Linked DNA regions of Mus musculus: all the other regions are linked to region 1. The links are chromatin contacts, called in public promoter capture Hi-C maps. All regions are on one chromosome and are shown on one strand. The core of a region is the stretch at or near the end of the contact, and the rest is flanking DNA. Distances in the headings are between cores, read along the strand shown.

Region 1 (2,651 bases), core at 97-2,596:
GGAAGTCAAAAGCAAATGCTGAGACTCTCTGAATGATGATGGTACTAGAAACCTTTAAAAAAGACGAGGGCAGATTCTGAGGCCTGTTGTTAGATTAAGGAATCTATAAAAAGAGAAGCTAGAATGCTGGTCTGCCTTTGAAGGCAAAAATTGGGTCTAGAATGAGACCATCGGGCAGATGGGGCTACAAATCAAGAGTCTGAAAGAGTAGATGGCGGCAAGAGATCACTAATGGAGAACTGTGTCCAAACAGGTCCTCCCTGGCGTCTAGTCCCATGAGAGACTAAAGGAAATATACTGGGGTTACGATGGCTGATGGAGAAGACAACAATGCTTCAAGAACAATGAGAACGTGAAAAAGGGGGGCGTCCCTAAAAGCAGGGAGAGTCTCTAAAGGCAGGTGCTTAAAAGAATAAGAATGCCAGGTGTCCACGATGGAGGATGCTATGTCAAAGTGGTATTGGGAGATCTCAAATGTAGGAATGGATTTCCCACGGAAAGGCTAGGCAGAGAGCTTTTCACCGGGTTTAATCCAGATGGCAGCTCTAAGGACAGATAGTATCCTGGGGGGAGGGGAGACTGGATGAAAATGCTAGACAAGGCTCTTCATTCGGAAATGAAGGCCACGCGGACCTTTCCTCAAGCCTGGCCCCTCTTAAGCCATGAGAGCAAATACTGAAGGGCTAGGAAGAGTCTCAAGGGAGATTTTGGGGCAGGTCTTCAAATAGCACACAAGTATGGACGGCTTTCATGAGCAGCGACACCGAATTCCGGTGCCTTTATGGAGACTGTGGGGAGTTCTGATAGGAAATGCATGGCTCAGGATCGGATCAAGATACCTGGTAATAGTGCTGAGCCAGAAGTCTCCAGAAGCTGAGATAGGGGTCTGACGTCAAGGTCAGATTTCGAAGCTCAAGGGAATAGGGGTGGTCCCAGACAGACGTGATCCACCCCACCCCAGGATTTGCACACCCCCACACCCGCTTGCCTAGTGACTCTTAATACCCAGGACACGGCAGTGCACTCAGACATTGGGCTGGCAGAGAGCCAGCAGGGACCCTCCCATACCTCCCAGAGCCCTTGCGCTTCGAGCCAGGTGCAGAGAAAAGCTATTACCAATGCCGGTTCCCCGGGTCGTGCCGCCGCCAACTCCTCAAGGAGCCGAAGTCAAGCTCGGCCGCCACCCTCCTCTTTCTCCTCCTCCTCCTGCCGCCTGGGCCAGCTAGGATCACTGTCGCCTTCTCCTTCCCCGACCGCGGTGGTTGTGGTCTTCCCTGCCACCCTCCTTCACCCCAGCAGCCGACACAAGATGGCGGCGGCAGAGCCCAAGGCCGGAACAAAACCCTGAGCCCCACCCCCAGAAACCCGGATGCAAGAGGACCGCGCCCACTCATGAATCATGTATTTTCCCTGCCCAGTTTGGGACTTCTTTAATTAGAAGGAGAACAGCTCCACCAAGTGGCTCTGGAGGCAGTAACTAGAAAAACAGGTAGAGCAAGAGGCTATGAAATATGAATAAAGAATTACTGCATCTAAGCTGTCAAAGAAATCAAGGAAGGACCTCAAGGCCATTCTTCCCGATCGTGAATCACGAAGCAAGGTTATGGGTTTACTAGGACTAGGCAACCAGAAAGTAGATGTTAAAGCATTACAACCACACCCCATGTTCATGAATAATGAATGATCTTGCAGTAGCTGGGAATCAAGGAGACCAAAGCTATATCGTATTCATGAATAATGCACGAGACTCAGTGAGATGGAACAAAAGAGGCAGGCCTGCCTTATTGCTCCATCTAATACCCAGTAAGCAAGAAACAGGGCTACTGCAGGCAGCACTCCTCTGACTCCTAAATACTGAATGAAGCTGTTGGAGCAGCAGCAGCAGCAGCAGCAGCAGCAGCAGCAGCAGCAGCAGCAGCAGCTCAACTTGAAAACAGAGAGGTCAAGAAAGGTTGTGTCCACCAGGTGTGGTGGTGTACACTTTTAATCCCAGCACTCAGTGGGCAGAAGCAGGAGGGTCTGAGTTTGAGGCCTGTCTGTAGAAGGAGTTCCAGGACAATCAGAGCTACACATAGAAACCTTGTCTTAGGGTGGTGGGGTGGGAACACCAAAAGAAAGATTGCGCCCAAGCTGCGCTTATGTGCATGGTGCTGCATGCCTTTAATCTCTGCACTAGGAAGGTAGAAGCAGGAGGTTCATTAGTCTGAGGCAAGCCTGGTTAACAGGAAACCCTGTCTCAAAAAAATGTACTGGGCTGGGGAGATGACTCAGCGGGTAAGAACACTGACTGCTCTTCCGAAGGTCCTGAGTTCAAATCCCAGCAACCACATGGTGGCTCACTGTAATGAGATCTGACGCCCTCTTCTGGTGTGTCTGAAGCCAGCTACACCGTACTTAGATATAATAAATAAATATTTGGGCTGGAGCAAGCGGAGTTGACCAGAGCGAGCAGGAATCCTAAAAATTCAATTCCCAACAACCACATGAAGGCTCACAACCATCTGTACAGCTACAGTGTACTCACATACATAAAATAAATAAATAAACCTTTTTAAAAAGTACCAATCCCATACAGTTCACGAATTATTCATGAGGTTTGATGGGCAGCCCCCACCCAAAGTGGCCCTGCCTAGCAAGTGGGAATTATGAGA
Region 2 (2,651 bases), core at 80-2,579, 240 kb after region 1:
GTGAGGTTCTCATCCTCAGCCTTACAGTTAAGTGCATCTCACAAGGCGGGGTTGGTCGACCCTTGTGCACATCTTTCCTTGTGACTCAACGCCAGTGGAGTGGTCAAACAAGTTTCTTGTGAAAGCCCTACAAGGTACGTATGTCCTAGGGCTGCAAAGAGATAAACTCTTAAGTGTATCTTCACATGCCACCATTAAGGACACTCACTAAAGAGTCCCCCCCCCCCACACTTTCTTCCCACCCCACTTTCTTCCTTACAAATAATGAACGCTGTTTGCCCTGTGTAATTTAAAGCCCAATTCCACCAAAACTCTGCTCCGAAAAGCAGGAGGAAAAGGCTGGGAGGATTAAAAAAATAAAATAAAATAAAATCGATGTGGCTCCCTCAGAGGAGCTGGAGAAAAGTTAACAACTATGCCCGGTGGCAGAAAAATCTCCCCTTAATTGGCATATCCCTGGCGATTTTCCCACCCCTAGACCTCAGGGCGATTGCGGGCTTCGAACACTCACTGCGTCCTAACAATGACTGGAGAAAGGAAAGTTCGAGGACGGAAGGGCACCCGCACTCCCACTAGGTTGGCATTTCAGCTCTCAGAGTGCCTGGTTGCTCCCCACACTGCCCGTCTTGCCCTCTCCGGACCCTCAGTATCTTCCCGCTCCGCAAGGCTCAAACAGCCAGGGTGCGCCCTCTCGCTGCTCGGACCCGGCAGCCACAGGCAGCAGAAAGAGCATGCCCTCTAGCCCCGAGGTCTGGCCCCAAGAGTCCCTGATAGCACAGGACAAGCACGGAAAGGGGCACCCGGAGGGGACTCCGAAGGGAACGGCCGCCACAGTTATGGCGCTCAACGCCTCCGGAGGTGTCCGGGAGGCTGTAGCCCAGCTCGTGTGTCCGTGTCCGCGCGCCCCCCCCCAACCCCCCGCCCGGGCCACCGGGCACAGCGCGCCACCAGCAGCGGGGCGACTGGGCACTTTACCTCAGCCCACACACGCTCTGTGTTCCGGGGCTCTCGGGGGGACCCCGGGGCAACCGCTACGTGGAGCTGGAGCGACCCCGAGGGTGGCAAGGCCGGGACCCCAAGCTCCACGCCGCTCGCGTCCCACTCCTCGAGGCCGCCACTCCCGCCACTAAACCCGCACTACGCCCACAACCTCGCTGGTGCCGAGGCCACCCTCGAGAGCGCCTACCTCCGGCGCAGCGTCTCGCTCCGCTCCTTCCTCGCCGCACACTGAGGGCCCCCTCAACGTGCCGGGCGAGTCTGGCTAGGGTGGTAACCGCCCCCTAGCCGCCTGCTTTCTTCTCTTCCCTCCCTCGCACCTGCCCCCTAATCTCACCCCGCCCTCCTGGCCGGGCCTTCCGAGGAGCCGAGGGGGCCGCCCCCTAGCGCTCTGCTCCCGCCCCCGGCCCTGGCCGCCTGGCCCTTCAGGCCTCAGCTCTGGACAGGCTGCTGGGCGGCGGCGGCAGCCGAGGCGGCGCGGAGCACTATTGTATTCCTGACACTGTGCGCTCCCACGCTCCGCCTCTTCCCTTTCCTTCCTCATCACTGCAACTCCCCGCCCCACCCCCCCCCACCTCCCCCCACCCCCGCCGGCTGCGCTCGCCCTACCCGGCTGACTCCCCGCCGTCTGCTCGCCGCGCGATCTTCTGGCGGGCTGGGCGCCGTCACGAGCGCCACCGGCTTCGAGGCTCCACCCACCTCAAGCTCCCGCACGCGCGGCGCGGCGCTTCAGGTGGGTTCTCCTCCCCTCCTGCTGCGCGCGCTGCTGCCCTGAGGCGTCCCAGCCCTGCTAGGCGCTTGGGCCAGCGAGGTGCACTGGCTCCTGCTCCGGCAAAGTCCAGCCTGAGCTTTCCCACCCTCCTGACTCGATTGTAAAGTTCTACGAGTGCAATTCGTCCCTAAACTCTAAGACGACCATTATTTCTGACGTTTAGACTTGAAGCATGGATAAATAATAAAAGCCAGGAGGCAATTGACAACACATTAATCCAGTTGTGAGCAAAAATGCTTTATGATGGGGTGGGACTTCTTGATTTCTTTTTCTTTTTTTCTGATGTCGACTTAGCCTACAGCTCCCAGTTATTCAAACCCTCGTCCAGGTGTTCCTGGGGAGATATTTTGGTACTATAATTAAAGATCGGTTGACTTAAAAGTAGGGGTCGCCGTCTTGGATAGTTTAGGTAGGCCTATCAGAATTATTTGGAAAAAAAACTTTAAACTAGGGCTGAGACAGACAGAGAGGGTTGGATAGAGAATGTAAAACTGGTGTACAGAGCGAGTTCCACTACAGCCAGGGTTATACAGAGAAACACAAACAAACAAGAAAAAGTTCACCATGAATGCCTGCTTTGGTCTATTCTATGCCCCTGCGTTCCAGCTCCCTGGTCATCTGCCCTGCAACTTTTTGTTTTGCTTAGCCATTGTCACAATTATGGAAGACAATAGCGTCAAATAAATAAGGGAGACATGATGTATAGTAGTAATATATAAAACAAGTGTACATAATTTACTACTGGTTCCTGGACCTTTGAAATACAGATGCTTGAAAACAACTTTTTTTAATTTACCTTGCTAGAATTGAAAATGCATCATTCACAATTATGATGAATTAATATAGTTATTTTCACTTATATTTCTAGGTTTAAACAGAAATG
Region 3 (2,651 bases), core at 63-2,562, 190 kb before region 1:
AAAATTCCATCTCCAAGTTCCCACTGTTCCCTAAATCCCACTTTTTATGAACCAGCCCAATGATACTAACCCTTCTCTGCTGAGAATCTCCTATTGCTTATGTCATAGTTGAGTACCAAGATCTGAGACTCACTGCAGTGAGGAGACAGTGCACACGGTTCTGGACAGTGCAGAACACATGACTCTCTAGAGATTAATGGGGAAGCCATTATGTACTGCACTGAAAAATCACAGGTCTCAGGCACACAATGGAAATAAACAGGCTGTCTTAGCTTCAGAGAATGGGTAATCAGACACAGACAGGGGACAGGAAAATGGAGGATCATCAGACCTTGTTTTTAGATTGAAGGAAATGAAGACAGTACCAATGACCTTAAAAGGCACTGTGGGTATTCCAGAGCATAAGCTATAAGGCTAATGGTAGAATCAAAGGTACTGTCAGGTAGCTAATAGAGGTCACCAGACCCTCTAGAGTCCACAGAGGTTCGCCATACCCTAGACTAAAGAGAGATGTAATAAGAGTCACTACAGACTGTGAAAAACAGCTGGATAACAGACCACATTACACACTAAATCAAATGCAGTGGCAATGATGGCTCATCAGAAAACACTATCAAGAGGAAAGGCAAAGGAAGACAATGGTATCCAGATGAAGAAGATGGAGGTGAGGTTGGGGGAAGGGTTTCCAAAAACTGTACCTGATAACTACTGGGGGTCACAAACAGATTACTGGTGTAAACGCACTGTGAAATCATGGAAAGGGATTAGGGTGAACTAGGGATAATGAGGTAATCGTCAGACATCTTCCTAGGTGGCGTAGAATATGAAGGGCAATAAGGAACCATGGGAGAGAGCTGCATCTCCTGGACGTCGTGAGGAAACGTCATTAGACATTTTAAGGGGTTTAAGAATTCACCTTGGAATTTCGCACCCAAGCCCCAGACCCCAGACCCAATTTGGCTCCGTCCCGCCCTCCCCAAGGGCTTCAAGCTCTGTGCAGGTGCACTGCCACGCGCAGCAAGCGAAACCACCACTGCAGCCTGCAGGCCGACTCCTCCATCCACTCCCACGGTCGATGACGACGGTCTCGCCCTGGTCAAACCACTCCTTTGGTTCCGGGCGGGAGAACGCTGAGATTCAGACGGAAGCATCTTGGAGCTGAGCTTTCGGTCTGGACTTCATACCCGGGTCCCGCAGCCGCTCCAAAACCCGAACCCTACCGGGCCTGCCCTCACCTGTCACACCGCTACCACCACCACCGCCTCCATCTTGGGCTTGTCTTCTTGTTTCCTCTCAGTCCACCGCCACCGTCCCTAGGCTTTTTGCTATTGGCTCGCTGTGACTCGTCTCTCCATTCTTATTGGAGGATGATCATGCCCATCAAGACAGGGCCAGCGGAATGTGGGTCGTGTTCCGGATTAGGAGGGGTGGGCTCAAATGGCTGTCTCTAGGGCAAATTCGCCTGTCCTGATTGGCGCGCAGGCGCAGTCAGGGCGACTACTGCGTTTTAAGGACTTTAACCCTAACCGTGCTATAGAATAAAGAAGCTTGTCTTTTTTTGGTGTGCGTGTCAGAGGCACGACTCCATTTCAGTTTTGTATTTTCTGGCCATTTAAGACTGATCTGAGCAAGAGAAACCCTTAAATGCAATTTGGCCAGTAGTGTAAAGCACATTTTAAAGGACTATTCATATATCTTAATTTGATGGTCTTTAAAACAGGGTGGACTCAGACTAAATGATGTTCAGTATTTACCAGCTCTAAGAAACTGTAGTCATAACTTTTGCTAATTAGCGGATCCGTGCTGGAGGTCTGGCTCTAGGGAGGGAGGAAAGGGGTTGAGGAATTTGAAAGACAGACCACAGCTGGCTAGGTGAAGAAGGGAGTGTTGTTCTGGAATGCAATCCTGTGGCAGCCATTTGTGGACATATTTTAGGATGAATATAATTCTTAAACTGAATTTACCCAGGCATCAGAATAAGAAAAGGCACAGACACACACATGTGTATGTACCTACATTCTTTTTTTGGAGCATTTCCTTCAGAAAACTTTTATTTTCTCTGTCTATTGGAGATAGATAGATAGATAGATAGATAGATAAATCTTCCTTAAAAGCTTAGTTCTAGGGTTGTAGCTCAACAAGAGAATGAACCACAAAGCCCTGAGTTAAATTCTCAGCACCCTGCCCCTCCCCAAAGAGTATGGCAGTCTCTTGCCAGTTTTACAACCACAGAAAATTTTCCTAAAGGCCTTGAAACCATCTCTTTCAAATGTAACAACACCCCTATCTCCCTGTCTGATGCAAACTTCCTCTATGTGTCCAGCTCAAAGTTGTTCCTTCTTTCTTCTAAGATATGAGTCTTGGTTTTCCTTTGGATATAGTTAAGTAACAGATGGCCACCCTGACTACTAGATGAATTTAAGAGAAACTCTGTGTCCCAAATGGTACCGTCACGTTTTCTTACTTCAAAACGAGCTAGTAGTTATTTTGAGAACCTGTATGTAATGGGCTGAGTCTGTTGGTTCTATAAAAAGATAAGATTTCTTTCTTTAAGTTCTTTGCAAAAACAGGACAAGAAATAATTTGAAAATCAATCAATCATGAATCCAACAACATCATTTCTAAGTGTTTACTCTAGAGAAATGAAAACA

Evidence for each region. Capture Hi-C pulls out chosen DNA fragments and counts their contacts.
Region 2: a promoter capture Hi-C map of pancreatic islet shows a contact between it and region 1. The contact joins the promoter of Jade3 here to the promoter of Uba1 in region 1. A contact is called at or near these places in 7 of 39 promoter capture datasets (the C10 cell line, erythroid cells, liver and 2 more), 1 of 484 Hi-C or Micro-C datasets (nephron progenitors), 1 of 115 datasets of contacts at active chromatin or transcription factors (memory CD8 T cells) and 3 of 9 other capture datasets (adipose tissue, liver and pancreatic islet).
Region 3: a contact with region 1 is called in a promoter capture Hi-C map of liver. The contact joins the promoter of Araf here to the promoter of Uba1 in region 1. A contact is called at or near these places in 7 of 39 promoter capture datasets (the C10 cell line, embryonic stem cells, liver and 2 more), 18 of 484 Hi-C or Micro-C datasets (B cells, CD4 T cells, CD8 T cells and 11 more), 13 of 115 datasets of contacts at active chromatin or transcription factors (the SCID.adh cell line, Th17 cells, astrocytes and 8 more) and 4 of 9 other capture datasets (adipose tissue, liver, macrophages and 1 more).

What each region holds. Positions count from the first base shown.
Region 1 is chrX:20,661,591-20,664,241 of GRCm38.p6, reverse strand. Uba1 (ubiquitin-like modifier activating enzyme 1) reads right to left here and starts at 1,346. Exons shown (of 26, transcript NM_001136085.2): 1 at 1,117-1,346.
Region 2 is chrX:20,424,366-20,427,016 of GRCm38.p6, reverse strand. It overlaps Jade3 (jade family PHD finger 3), which reads right to left and starts at 1,329. Exons shown (of 13, transcript NM_199317.2): 1 at 1,187-1,329.
Region 3 is chrX:20,847,204-20,849,854 of GRCm38.p6, reverse strand. Araf (Araf proto-oncogene, serine/threonine kinase) reads right to left here and starts at 1,312. Exons shown (of 16, transcript NM_009703.2): 1 at 1,236-1,312.